Linked DNA regions of Ovis aries: region 1 is linked to region 2. A link is a contact called in public Hi-C data. All regions are on one chromosome and are shown on one strand. The core of a region is the stretch at or near the end of the contact, and the rest is flanking DNA. Distances in the headings are between cores, read along the strand shown. Region 1 holds the start of MAN1C1 (mannosidase alpha class 1C member 1). Region 2 holds the start of SELENON (selenoprotein N).

The links. Hi-C and Micro-C count contacts between places; a contact is called where the count stands out from the background.
Region 1: a Hi-C map of hypothalamus shows a contact between it and region 2, with 2.3 times the contacts expected there. The contact joins the promoter of MAN1C1 here to the promoter of SELENON in region 2. A contact is called at or near these places in 13 of 16 Hi-C or Micro-C datasets (blood, hypothalamus, liver and 6 more).

The regions. Positions count from the first base shown.
Region 1 is chr2:241,182,240-241,189,152 of ARS-UI_Ramb_v3.0, reverse strand. It overlaps MAN1C1 (mannosidase alpha class 1C member 1), which reads left to right and starts at 4,213. Exons shown (of 12, transcript XM_042244546.2): 1 at 4,213-4,322.
Region 2 is chr2:241,015,945-241,022,429 of ARS-UI_Ramb_v3.0, reverse strand. It overlaps SELENON (selenoprotein N), which reads left to right and starts at 4,187. Exons shown (of 12, transcript XM_060410647.1): 1 at 4,187-4,770; 2 at 6,168-6,285. The coding sequence starts at 6,237.

The sequences.
Region 1 (6,913 bases), core at 2,964-5,463, 170 kb before region 2:
TTGCTCATGTTGAATTTGTCTGGAGACCATTAAGGAAGCTGCCCGGCGGTTGTTTCTTGGCTCAACTAAGCTTTATCTCTAAGAATCTGCCGGCAATGCAGGAGACCCAGGTCGGGACCATCTCCTGGAGAAGGAAATGGCAACCCTCTCCAGTATTCTTGCCTGGAGAATTCCACGGACAGGGGAGCCTGGTGGGTTCTAATCCATGGAATTGAAGAGTGGAATATGACTGAGCGACTAACACATACAGTGACCGTATGAGATTCGGATTCTGCACCAACTGCATAGGAGCTTCTCCGTGAGCGGATGCAAAGCCTCTTACAGCAAAATTCACTGCTCCCATCTCAACAAGTACCTCTGTCCCCTGGCAAGTTAGAGACCTGAGAATCCTTGCAGCTACCTCCTTATCTATCCAAGTCCAATCTCAAGCCTTTACCCAGTCCTCTCAGTTTTGGATTCTGAATACGATTTGGATCCTGTGGGCCTGTCCTTCTCTCACTTTCCCAATCCAAGCCACCATGGGCTATTGCAATATCCTCTGAAAGGCGCCCACTTCATTCGCTCCTGCCTTCCATTCTGTTTTCAGTGAGCTACAGTAGCCTTTTAAAAATGTTAATCGGAATCCACCCACCCCCCCACCCCTACACGCACATTCCTGCTCCTCCCCGAAATCATTCAGTGATGCTTCCTGTCCTTCCCTTTCACTCTGCTCCAGACACACCGACTAGTCTGTTCTCAAAAGCATATTCTCTCCACCCCAAGACTTGTGCGTATGTTGTCCCTCCGCTTCGGTGCGCTCACCATCACTCTTGGCTCAGGCAGTTCCACTTAGAGGCTGTCTTCCCTGACCGCTTCTCCCTCAACCCCAGTCTAGGTCCAGATCTGCCATTCTTAGAGCAACATTATTCACCTTTGTCTCAGTTTGCAGATTTATTTGGGAGATTATTTATTTAAACTCCTCTTCCCCTTAAGACTGCAGTCTCCATGATGGGAACAATGTATCCATCTTTGCTCCTCATTATTTCGCTAAAGCCTAGTATATTGCGTGGAACATAGCAGGTACCCAATACATACTTACTGAATGGCTGAGTGAACTCATATAATCCTCCCAACAAGCCTGTGAAAATTCTGCCTGAGGCCAATGTTCCTTCCCAGCTCAGACTTCCTACAAGCACCTGCTTTCTTGGCACTGTAAAAGGGAAACAATAGACTCTGAAAGACTTGAGGGCTCTGGAGGCTGACCAACTAGGTTCAAATCTCTCTACTGCCACTTCCCAGCTGTGTGACATTGGGTAAGATCCTTAAAATCTCTGTGCAATTTTAAGGGTTTGGCACATAGTATGTGCCCCATTAAGCTTAGTTACTATTAGTATTATTAACAGAAAGGGCACAGATCCCAGCATTGGATGAATCTGGTTTTCTTTTATATTTGGAATTTTTTCCTTGTGTGATCAAGTCATTTCACACCCCCGGGCCTGAGTTTCCCGATCTCTGAAGCTGGGATCTTTCAGAGACAGCCATTGTGAGACCAGACAGGATGAGGGCAAAGCATTCAGCACAGGGCCCAGCATGGTGATTCTCTGCCCGATGCTGAACTGGTTCCTGTTGCCTCTTAGACAAGACGCTCCCTGAAGTCAGGCTTCACATCTGCCTTCTTTAGGGCTGTTTTCCTCAGCCCCTGGCACATATGGGTGTTGAGTAAATAGCTCTTTACTGAGAATGAATGCATAATAATCGGGACCATGCTTTGCTCATCTTTGACCAACCCGAGACCAGTGCAATACCCAGTATCTAATTTCAATAAATATTTGTTGACAGAATAGATTTTAAAATGCTATTTATTTCTGTTCCCAGTCCCACTTGAGTTTCTGAATTGAACTGAGAAAGATACTTTTTAACTTATCCTAAATCTCTCTCTAGGCTTAGTATTCTTATTTGTAAAATGAGCCTGTTAATAATAATATCTATCTCATTAGAATGTTCTGAAAGTAAATGAAGCAACATGTATTCAGCACATTGAAAATGTTGGTTCATTACTGTTCTCTCCCCTCAGCGTTAGTTTCCTCATCTGTGAAATGGGCATCCACTCCCACGCCTATGCATTCATTACTCAACAAACACAGCACTCATGTGCCAGATATTGTAGTTATGACTTGGGGCAGTTAGAGAGGTGAACAAGCCACGCTTGTTCCCGCTGTGAGGAACCAAGTCTGCTGTGGGACAGCATATCAATAGTAAAATCCAGTGAGAGAAGAGCCATAATGTGTGTGAGGTCTACCAGGGTTAGAGATATGGGGGTGGGCCCAGATGGGCCCTCAGCCAGCTTGTTCAGTTCAGTTCAGTTCAGTTCAGTCGCTCAGTCGTGTCCGACTCTTTGCGACCCCATGAATCACAGCACACTAGGCCTCCCTGTCCATCACCATCTCCCGGAGTTCACCCAAACTCACATCCATCGAGTCAGTGATGCCATCCAGCCATCTCATCCTCGGTCATCCCCTTCTCCTCCTGCCCTCAATCCCTCCCAGCATCAGAGTCTTTTCCAATGAGTCAACTCTTCGCATGAAGTGGCCAAGGTACTGGAGTTTCAGCTTTAGCATCATTCCTTCCAAAGCTTGCTAGGGAGATTATAGAAGGTTATGGGATCACCAACGTCATGAAATCACCAATATGACATCGGTTTGAAATGGAGTTGTCCCCCAGGCTGTTTTTGTTTGTTTGTTTGTTTTTTGTAGGCTGTCTGTGGAATCCTGTTGCAACCTCACTTTCTACCCCAGCTCACCAGCATACCGGAGATTGGTCATTGTGTCACAATCACAGTGAGGATCTAGTTCAAATAGCCTTCTGAGACTCTGCCGACCCTCCTCCCCTTCTCCTGGGTCCTCCCTTCTCAGGGGACTGAACAGTGACTTCCCCTGCACTCTCAATGTGATATGCTGTGGGGTGCCTCCAGTGCCTGCTGTCTTCCTGTCTGGTTCTCCAAAGACAAGCCTCCCTCTGCCCAAGGTGGGTCCCGGCAGGGAGATGCTTGGGCATTGGAGATTGGCAAAAGCCTGGCCGGATCTCTGGGCTCCTGCATCCAAGCGGACCACATGCTTGTCTCTGATGTTCACAGCTGGTTCCAGGCACCTGACTCCTGCCAGTCAAACTGATGAGAGGCTGAAACACCTCAACTGGCATTTCACATTTCTAAGTTGGGTGTGCTTGTAGGGTGGGGAGAAACTATGTATCTCCAGTGACCAAAATATTTGCACCTGTTACCCAGAACAATCTTTTATTTTCAGCGGAAAGAAACTGACATGCCAAAGGCATTTAAACATCAGGGGAGGGTCTGCTGTCAGTGGCCTGGCCAGAGGGAGAAGGATGTCAGAGTCCCACCCGTAGCAGGCCTCAGGGAAGAAGCAAGATTTATGAGGTGCGAGCCCGCCTGGGCCGCTTCTGTCCTAAAGGCCTCCCTGCAGTATTTTCTGTCTCATCAACGCTGCATTTCATTTTAAATTGCAGCTGAAAGCGGATATTTTCCCTCTTGCCTATTACACCTCTTAATTTGTCTCTCTCTCTGCTGTTATTTGTCTCTATAAAGTGTTTTGCATGAAAGACCCACACAGCAGTGTTTCTTTGCCTTGGGTTAGGTTTAATAGAAGAGCGAGGAAAGGGTGAGGGCCTTGGGGTGGAGACACCTGTGTCTCTATGCCTGGCAGTGTGTACGCGTGTGTGTTTCTTGGACCTGTTGTGTGAGTATCATGTGGCTATGTGTGTACGTGTCACTATTTATACTAATATGTAAATCAGTACCTGTGTAATATGCATATACGTCTACATGCGCTTTGGTAAATCGCTTCTACCTAAATTAAGCGCAAGTTTGTGTGCAGGTACACACCCACTGTAATCTCCGAGTGCATCTGCATCTAGGCATAGAAGCACACACGTGCACATAAACACACGCAGGCATCTGGGTACGCATGTCACATGACGTGTGTGGTCTTCTACGCACACGACCAGGGTTTTCTCCTTCCTTGCCCTACACTCCGCTGCGGTTAGCGTCTCTCCCTGCCCCACCCAGGGGCCCCGGCCTGGTTTCGGGCCATAGGAAAAGGAAGGCAGAGTTGTGGTCTGCCGGTGCGGGGGCGGGGGAGGGGGGGGGCGGCGTCCGGTGGAAACCCTGCCTAAACCCAGCCCAACCGTGGCCACAGCTCCCTGGCTGGGGCTTCAGCCAGCCCTTCCTCACAGCCGGCCACAGCAGCACCTCCAAGGCTCTCGCGGAAGCTCTGGGACCCCCGGGCAAGCTCCCGGCTCCCTGACAATTCTGGACTGGCACTGAGGGGGTGAGTGAGGTTACCGAACGGCCGCCAGAGCCCTAGCAGACGCCTGGGTCCCCTGCCCGCTCCAGGGGACCAACAACCTGAGCCGCGCGGGTGGGGGCAAGAAGCGGGGCGGAGGTTGGGGGTGTCTCGGTCGCTCCCAGTCCGGCGAATGCGGGGCACTAACCAATGGGGGACCGCAGCCCAACGGGGATCCCTGCGAGGCAGCCAATGACCTCGCGCCGCTCTCCACCCCCCGCCCTCGCCAACCCCGCGCAGCTGGACCATTGGTGCTGGTGGGCTGGGGGGGGCGTGTGCGCGGCGGCGCCGGCCCTTGGATGGAGGGGGCGTGGCTTGGAGTCCCGGGCCCTCTCCCGGACTCGGGCTTAGGCCCCAGCACACTCCCCACCCCGGGTCGCCAGGCCAACTGGCCAGGCTGCGGCGCCGCGGCGGCGGTGGACGGCGGGGCGCGCGCAGTGGGCGTGGCCCGAGGGCGTGGCCCGGCGGGAGGCGGGGCCGCGGGCGCTGCCTCGGTGAGAGCCCGAGCTGCGGCGGCGGCGGCGGCGGCGGGGGCGTCCGGGCTGTGTGTGCGCGCGTGTTGGGGCGCAGGCTCGGCGGCGGCGGCGGCGGCGGCGGCGGCGGCGGCTCAGCCTGCGGCGGCGGCGGCGGCGGCCCGTCTGGAGCGGCCGCGGCGAGGAAGCCAGCTGCAGCGGGGGAGGCGCAGCCGGGACTGCGCGCTCCGCGGAGCCGGCGGGCACCGGGAACAGGTGATCCCAGCGGGAACCCGGAGCCCGGAGTTAGCGGGGCGGGAGCCCGCACTCCGCCCCCTACCCCATCCCCAGCGCAGCTGCAGCCGCCCCCGCCGCGGCTGGTCGCGAACGGCACTGCGCCCCGGACCCGGCTCAGGCATCCCTCCGCTCCCGGGAGCACCCCCACCCTGCCTCGCCTGGCTCAGAAGTGCCTGACCACCACCGCCCCCAGCTCCCCGGCGCCCGCCCCGCGGCGGAGCAAAGTTGTGGACGTGTCCCGATAGCCAAAGCCCCCAGCGCTGTCGCGACCCGGCCGCTCCAGCGCGCTCTCGGAGCGCTCCTGACAGCCCGGCCGCGTCACCCCCCCAGCCCCCGGGAGTCGACCCCTTCTGGAAACTGCTTCTGAGGCTCAAACTTTGGACCGGGGTGGTTGGGGGTTGCTGAGGGCAGCTCAGCTCGGGGACGAGGCCTGCGGGCGCCCCTCCGCGTGGACAAGCCTGGGCGCCTCGGACGGCATGTGACGGGCTCCGGCGGCGGCCGCAGCGCGGGAAGGGGCGCGGGCCCCGCGGGCCCCGGCCGCGGCGAGGAGGGGCGGCGCGGCGGCCGGAGGGAAGGCTGCGGTGCGCGGTCGACCCTCGCGGGCCCGGGCCCCGAGCCTTCCTGCCTCGCTCGCCCGGGCCCCGCCGAGGCCGCCGCCGCCGCCGCCGCCGCTCCCCCTGTCCCGGCGCGGGAGGACTCTCTCCAAACTCCCTGAACTCCGGGAACAAGCCCCCCGAAAGGGCGAAACTCTCAGGGACCCCCACCCAGGGCGGCGCGCCCTCGACGACCTCCGCTCGCCGAGCCCAGCTGCTGACAAGTGCCTGGACTCCGAAGACCTCAGGAGCTCGGCCGGAGCTGAGCGTGCCCCAAGCCCGTGCCGGGTCAAGATGCTCGTGAGGAAAGTGCCCGGCTTCGTCCCGGCCTCCCCTTGGGGGCTGCGGCTTCCGCAGAAGTTCGTCTTCCTTCTCTTCCTCTCCGGCCTGGTCACCCTGTGCTTCGGGGCCCTGTTCCTGCTGCCCAACTCCTCTCGCCTCAAGCGCCTCTTCCTGGCCCCTCGGACCCAGCAGCCCGGCCTGGAGGCGGTGGCCCAAGTCGCCAGCCACCCGCGGGCCCGGGGACAGGAATCTCCTCCCAACCCGGCCCCCGCGGCTCCAGCCCCGGGGGAGGATGACCCCGGCAGCCAAGCCAGTTCCCGGCGCAGAAAAGGGTGGCTGCGCCGCACGCACCCCACTGGACCCCGGGAGGAGGCCACGGCGGCCCGGGGCAGCGGCGCCACGGCCCTCAGACCCCAGGAGGGGAGCGTCCCCTCTAGCTTTGACTTCAAGGCATTCCGGAGCCGCCTCCGCCACCCGGTCCTGGGGACTAGGGCCGACAGGAGTAAGGAGCCCCAGAGCCTAGTTCATACCCAGCGGGAGAAAATCAAGGAGGTAAGGACTCTCCTCCTCCTTCCACAGAATATTTTAAAAGATGGCTCTTGTGCTTCCATCCATCCTCGCTCACCCCCAGTCACTCCCGGGCTCCCTGACCTGCTCGAGGCCCTCCTCCCAAACTTCCCACCTTCAACTCCTTCCTGCACACTTTTCCAGCGCTGGGTTCAGTTAACCATCCACATTCCTGATAGATGGTAGCTAAAGCCCTAGACCAACTTTCCCTCACCCCCAGATTCTGGTCTTTCCAGTCTAGTCCTGAGCCCAGGTGGGCCTTGCTCCCTCCCTTTTTGAGATGCTAATAAGATTTGTGTGGAGTCGCTTCAGGCGTCAACACTGCGATCTCTTGGACTGTAGTCCACCAGGCTCCTCTGTCCAGGGGAGCCTCGAGGCAAGAATA
Region 2 (6,485 bases), core at 2,938-5,437:
TAGCCCGCCAGGCTCCTCTGTCCATGGGAGTTCTCAGTCAAGAATACAGGAGCTGCTTGCCATTTCCATCTCCAGGTGGGCTTCCCTGGTGGCTCAGCTGGTAAAAAATCTGCCGGCAATGCGGGAGACCTGGGTTTGATCCCTAGGTTGGGAAGATCCCCTGGAGAAGGGAACGGCTACCCACTCCAGTAGTCTGGCCTGGAGAATTCCATGGACTGTAGAGTCCACGGTATCGCAAAGAGTTGGACACGACTGAAGAACTTTCACTTCACTTCTACAAGGGATCTTCCTGATCTAGAGACTGAACCCGCGTCTCCTGTGTTACAGGCGGATTCTTTCCCACTCAGCCAACTTTACACTAGACACCTAGAGCCACTGTAGAAAAATCATTTGGTTTTACTCCTTGGAGAGCAGCAGAGCCCCCTGCAGGAGAGAGACCTTTTCCTGGAGCCCGTACCCCAGAGACACAGGGAGCAGAAGAAAAGAGGAAGCTTCCAGAAGGCAGGAAGGTGTGGACGTGGGTGTGTGTGAGAAAGAGCCACAGCTGGGGTATGAGGCCGTGACCCAGCACCAAGGTCACTTGCCTCCTCTTCCACGGGAGCAGTGGGAGTGTCTGCACGGACACCCAGGGTGTGGACATGGAGCTCCTGTGCCTCCAGGCAGAAGCCAGGACACGGGATCAGGGACGGGTCCCCGGCATCCGAAGGTGCCTCAGTGGCGGAAGGTCCTGCCCTGCTGTGACTGCACTGCCCCAGCATGAAGTCCAAGCTTTTCACAAGCTGGGTGGATCTCAGCCTGTCTTTCCTGCCGCCTCTCCCTTCACAGCACCCCCACCTCTGCCCTGAATCCCCTCTGCCCAGACCCACGGGACTACATCCTCACAAAGCCATAGACATGCCCCGGGGCCTCTGCCTCTGTTCTGCCTGCCCCTGGAATGTTCTTCCCAGTGCTCCACCCAGTGAGCTCCCGCATTCGGACCCGGCTGGACATCAGCTCTGTGAAGCCTCTCTTAACCCCACCTGACAGCTGAAGGGACCCTCCTCTGCGCACACTCACTTCCTGGGAGTCAGAGTTTCCGCTGATTTGCCCAGAAGACCAGAGACTCCGGCCCTTGGCTTCCCCACTGCATTGAGGAGTGAGCCCGTAAACTCCACCCTGGCGGGCATGGAGTGGGAAGCTCCCCCCGCCCAGCTGCAGCCAGATGACTCGAAGCCAGAGCAGAACAGGGTTCCAAGTCGGTGGGAGACAGAACCTTGTGCCAGCCTGCCCACCCCACTCCCTGCCCCTGCTAGTCTCTCGGGGTCCAAGACGCTGACCTTCCCTGCTCAGCTAAGGGCTCCGAGGACTCTACTTGCTCTAGACCTGTCCAGCTGAGTACACCCAGGGTGTTTTTACACCTGAGGGGAGTGAGGAGGGGGCAGGTTGGGCATCAGAGCAAGAACCCTCTGGGGCCCCAGGCAGATCGGTCAACCCGGAACCATCAGAGAACATGATGGAATTTGGGACAAACCAAGCTGCTGCATAGTAGAGAAACCCGAGCTGAACAAGAGGAGCCAGACTGACTGGGCCGTAGTTGGGGAACCAATGAACTTTGTCCACCTGATTCACATCAGCCCTGGAGAGATGCGGGCTAGAGATGGACTTGCCATGACAGGCACATCTCAGGGGCAGCTGAGACCAAAGGAAGCCAATAGGAACGGATCTGCTGTGTGTCCAGCCTTCACTCTGTCCAGCCCAGGAGAGATGCTGCCACACCAGTTTCCCTCCTAGAATCAGTGAGCCCAGGGCCCTTCTTTTCGCTATCTCACTGTGCCTCCAAAGGCTTGGGGGCTAGACTCCCCCTACTCCCTCTGACTGTAGCCCTTCCCAGAGATGGGGTCTAGGCCGCAGGACTGACCAAGTAACTGCTGGTTGGCCTGAAAAAGCTCAGCTGAAACCCTGAACACTCTCAGATCTGAGATTTCTGGGAACCTGGAATGACTTCCCTTCTCTAAGTGACGGACTAGGTGCCTTATGTTTTGAAACTCTTCACCTGGAGATCCTTAAATGCAGCAGGTAGGTGAGATGACCAGAGCTGAAGCCAGCTTTGCTGAGACGCTCCCTGCCTCCCTGCCCTTCTCTGTCCTCCTGGAATGAACTGAAACGAATGTCAAGTGGTGGCTGGGAGGCTAACCACTGGCTAGTCTACTCTTTCTCTTTAGACCTGAGATCATAGACCCTCAGTGTCTCACTGCCGATACCAGGATCCTTCTCAAGGTCTTCCTTTCTGAAAATTAATTAAAATTTTAATTCAGTAAAAAAGATCACAGATTCTGATGGTTCTCCAGTGCCCAGAACAGAGCATAGAAGACCCTCAGTAACTATTTGTTGAGTAGGTGAATGAGTGATTTCCCTGCTAATGGGTGAGAAGGATATGATCAACATGCCACTTACCTTGGTACAGTCTCCACTTGGCTGCTACTACCAAATATCACCCTGCCCACACGGGAGGTGCCAAAGAGCTCCTACAGGGCTGCCCTTGGCTACAGCCACCCTGCTGGCCCAATCTCTCAAGGCTCTATCCTGCTCTGCCCCGGTCCTTGGCTTGGAGGCAAGCCCTCCTGGGAAGGGTGCCCACCAGCGGGACACTGCCAAGGCCAGAGTTGATGTCTCCCCAGAGCTGGATCCCAAGGCTGACCCTTTTTCCAGAGTTTCACTGACTTGAGTCAAATCTTGTAAGTCCACCCCTCTCTACTCCCCCTCTGCCCAGAAACCCCAGAGCTTTGAGAGACATGCCCCCTCCCAATCTCAGTCACATCTCTCCAGCCCTGGGCCACCGAGACCAGTCAGGTCCTGTGTCGTTACCAAAAAGCAAGTGTAATAAGTAAAAGCGATTTGGTGAAGAAAACATCCCTCATTTATTTTTCAGAGGCCTTGACTCATCAATCTTCCCCCCAACCTGCTTTGTGCTGTTAGGTTTGCTTCCTGAAAGAACGGAATTTGGTTTTCTAATAGCATCTGTCGTATGCAGGGTGTCCCCAAACATCAGCAATAATGAGTTGGAAGTGGCACAGTTGGACGCCTTCAGAAGTCAACTCCAGATGCCAGGCCTCTGTGGGTCCCTCGGAGGATGGGGGGGGGGGGGGCAGAGAGCTGGGCAAGGGTTGGGTCCAGGGTCCGCAATCTTGGTCCCTGGGTGTCAGTCATTCGAAGGACATGAGAGTGCCCACTATGTGCCAGGTCACTTATGGGCACTGGGAAGGCAGGACATGACATGACACGGCACTGTCATGGCTGGTTACCCATGACGGACAGAGTGGCGGTAGAGACCAGTGCCACCCCCACCACTCAGTCAGCTGGATCATCCCTGAGAGGCAGCATGGCAAGAGACTTGGACTCAGATAGACCTGGGTGTCAGGGCTCAGGCTCCTCAATTTTAATTTATTATTGCTACTATTTGGGCCCTGCTGTGTGGCTTGCAGAATCTTAGTTATTGGCCCAGGAAGCAAACCTGGACCCTAGCAGGGAACACACAGAGGAGTCCTAACCACTGGGGTGCGTGCCTGTGTGCTCAGCCGTGGCCAATTCTTTGCAACCCCAAGGACGGTAGCCCACCAGGCTCCTCTATGCATGAAATTTTCCAGGCAAGAATACTGGAGTGGGTTATCATTTCCCACTCCAGGGGATCTTCTTGACTCACATCTCTTGCATCTCCTGCATTGGCAGGAGGATTATTTTTCACTGAGCCACCTGGGAAGCCCCCTAACCATCGGACCTCTAAGGAATTCCCAGGGTCCTCAATTTTAAAATAAGGCAAACAAGCCTCATTGGGTGGCTTGAGGATGAAATAGAATGGCATGAATTTCATGGCACCAAGTCCAGCACACAGTGGGTGCTAAATACCCGCTAAATCGCCCCTGACATCCCAGACCTGGGTGGTGCCCTGCCCTGGGGCTGGCAGTCATCTCCACAGACTGCAGGCCTGCTCCCCAGACTCTGGGCTCCTGTCCAGAGACGTTGGCAGCTGCTGCCCTCTCGTGGGAAAGTGCAGGCACAGCCACCCCTGGGATCCCAGGGCCCTTGATATAACAGAAAAGAGGCCCAGTGGAACCAAGATTTTTGAGAACTTGAAAGTACTTCCTCAAACTCCACCCACCTCTATGCCCAACGCCCTCCCCTAAGTGTTGTTCTCCAGAAAAACCATCCCAGTGGCCAAGCCAGGTCCAGCAGGGGAGAAGGGTGACTCACAGCCAGCCTTGCCCTGTGCCTGGGGACCGCCACCCCCCACCCACCTGCGTATTTCCCTATAGTCAAAGTTATGGTTTTTCCAGTAGTCATTTTATGGATGTGAGAGTTGGGCCATAAAAAAGGCTGGGCACCGAAGGATTAGTGCTTTTGAACTGTGGTGTTGGAGAAGACTCTTGAGAGTCCCTTGGACTGCAAGGAGATCCAACCAGTCCATCCTAAAGGAGATCAGTCCTGAATATTCATTGGAAGGACAGATGCTGAAACTGAAGCTCCAATACTTTGGCCACCTGATGCGAAGAACTGACTCATTAAAAAAGACCCTGATGCTGGGAAAGATTGAAGGTGGGAGGAGAAGGGGAGGACAGAGAATGAGATGATTGGATGGCATCACCAACTCAATGGACATGAATTTGAGCAAGTTCTGGGAGATGGTGAAGGACACGGAAGCCTGGCGTCCATGGAATCGCCAAGAGTCGGACACGACTGAGCGACTGAACACCACCAACCAACCCACAGAAGAGCCTCTCTGAATCCTCCCTGCAGGTGAAGAAACTCGGGCCCCGCGGCTGAGGGTTCAGCGCTGCGCCCGTCTGTCCTTACACGGGTAGCTCCTGTCCCTGGTGAATCTGCAGAGGTGGCCTTCCAGCAGGACCATGAGAGAAACAGGGAGGGCTGAACTTGGCTAGTTTTCTGTTTCGCGATGACTGGGGACATTTCAGAAAGCAGGTCGGATAAGAGGCAGGGTGGGATGCGGGGAGACTGGGTACCCGGCCCGCCTCTGGCTTCCCTCGCGTCTCCTCGCGGTGCTCGGCCTGGAAGTGCTCCCGGGCTCCTCCAGGCTAGGCGGGACGCGGAGGCCCGGTTTCGTTCCGGGAGAGGAAAGTGAAGGAAGGAGACACCGCCGGCCGGTAGGGTGTGTGGAGCAGGGGCCCCGGCGCGCCTCCCTCCCTGCACTCGCGAGCCAGCAGCGCCGCCGTGCGCCGGACCCCGCGCCCCCGCGCGTCCCGCCCCGGCGCCCAGGCCCGGCCCCGGCCCCGCCCGCGCCCGCGCCGCCGCGGCTCCGCGTCCGCGGCCACCCCGCCCGGAGCCGCCGCCATGGGCCGGACCCGGCCGGGCGAGCGCGGGCCTCCGGGCCCCGGCCCCGCCGCGCCGCCCGCGCCCCCGCCGCGCCGCGCCCGCGCCCTGGCGCTGCTCGGGGCGCTGCTCGCCGCCGCCGCGGCCGCCGCCGCCGCCCGGGCCTTCGCCCGCTACAGCGAGGCCCAGGCGGCCGCGAGGCAGGTCCGAGTCGGCGGGAGGGCGCGGCGGCCGGCCGGGGACGCTCGGGTGGGCGCGGGCGGCGGGGCTCGCCGACGGGCAGGGCTCCGAGGGGCCGGGGGCCGGTGGGGGACGGGGCGGGGATGGAAGGGCAGCCTGACCGGAGGGGGACGGGCCGGAGGGCCGGGAGGGCGGCCGGGAAGGAAAGGCGGGGGCTCAGAGAGCGGGCGGGCTAGGAAGGACTGACGGGGGTGAGCAGACGGGCCCCGAGTGAGGCCGGGGCTGGGACGGCTCCTAGAGGAGCGGGCGGACGGGTGACTAGGACAGTTCACCGCAGACAAAGCACCGAGCGCAGCTGGGACCCGAGCATCCGGGCGGGGCCGGGGGCGCTGGGGCGGTGGGGAGGGGAGACCAGGGAGGACGATGGGTGGACCAAGAGGGTGACTCTAGATGGATTCGGATACGAAGCAGGCACTCAGAGAGGGGACAGTGGACGAAGGCTCGGAGTGTAGCAGGGACCGAGAGGGATGGGAACGGGGACCTGGGCTCTGTGGCGTGCAGAAGTGGCATTTGGACAGATGTTTCGGAGATGGATGGACTGAAAGAACTCGGGAAGGTGGTGGTGAGAGCGGTTTGGGATACCAGTGGGTATCCGGTTGCTCAACCCAGAGCCTCCTCCCAAGCAGGATTCAGCACTGAAAACCCTGGGGACAGAAGGCCTCTTCCTCTTCTCCTCCCTGGACACTGACCGGGACATGTACATCAGCCCCGAGGAGTTCAAGCCCATCGCTGAGAAGCTGACAGGTACCAGGAGAGGCTGGGGACCCGGGAGGAGGGACCTGGGGCGCCGCCCTCTGGTTCTTGCTCTGTGTCTGCTCTGAGCAGGAGGACTGCCTGGAGTAGGAGGCGGCTGCCCTGGGGTTCAGAGATACTTTCTAGCAGGTGGTTGGGGCAAGCTGCCTCACCATGAGTACACACACACAAAGACACACACACACAGACAG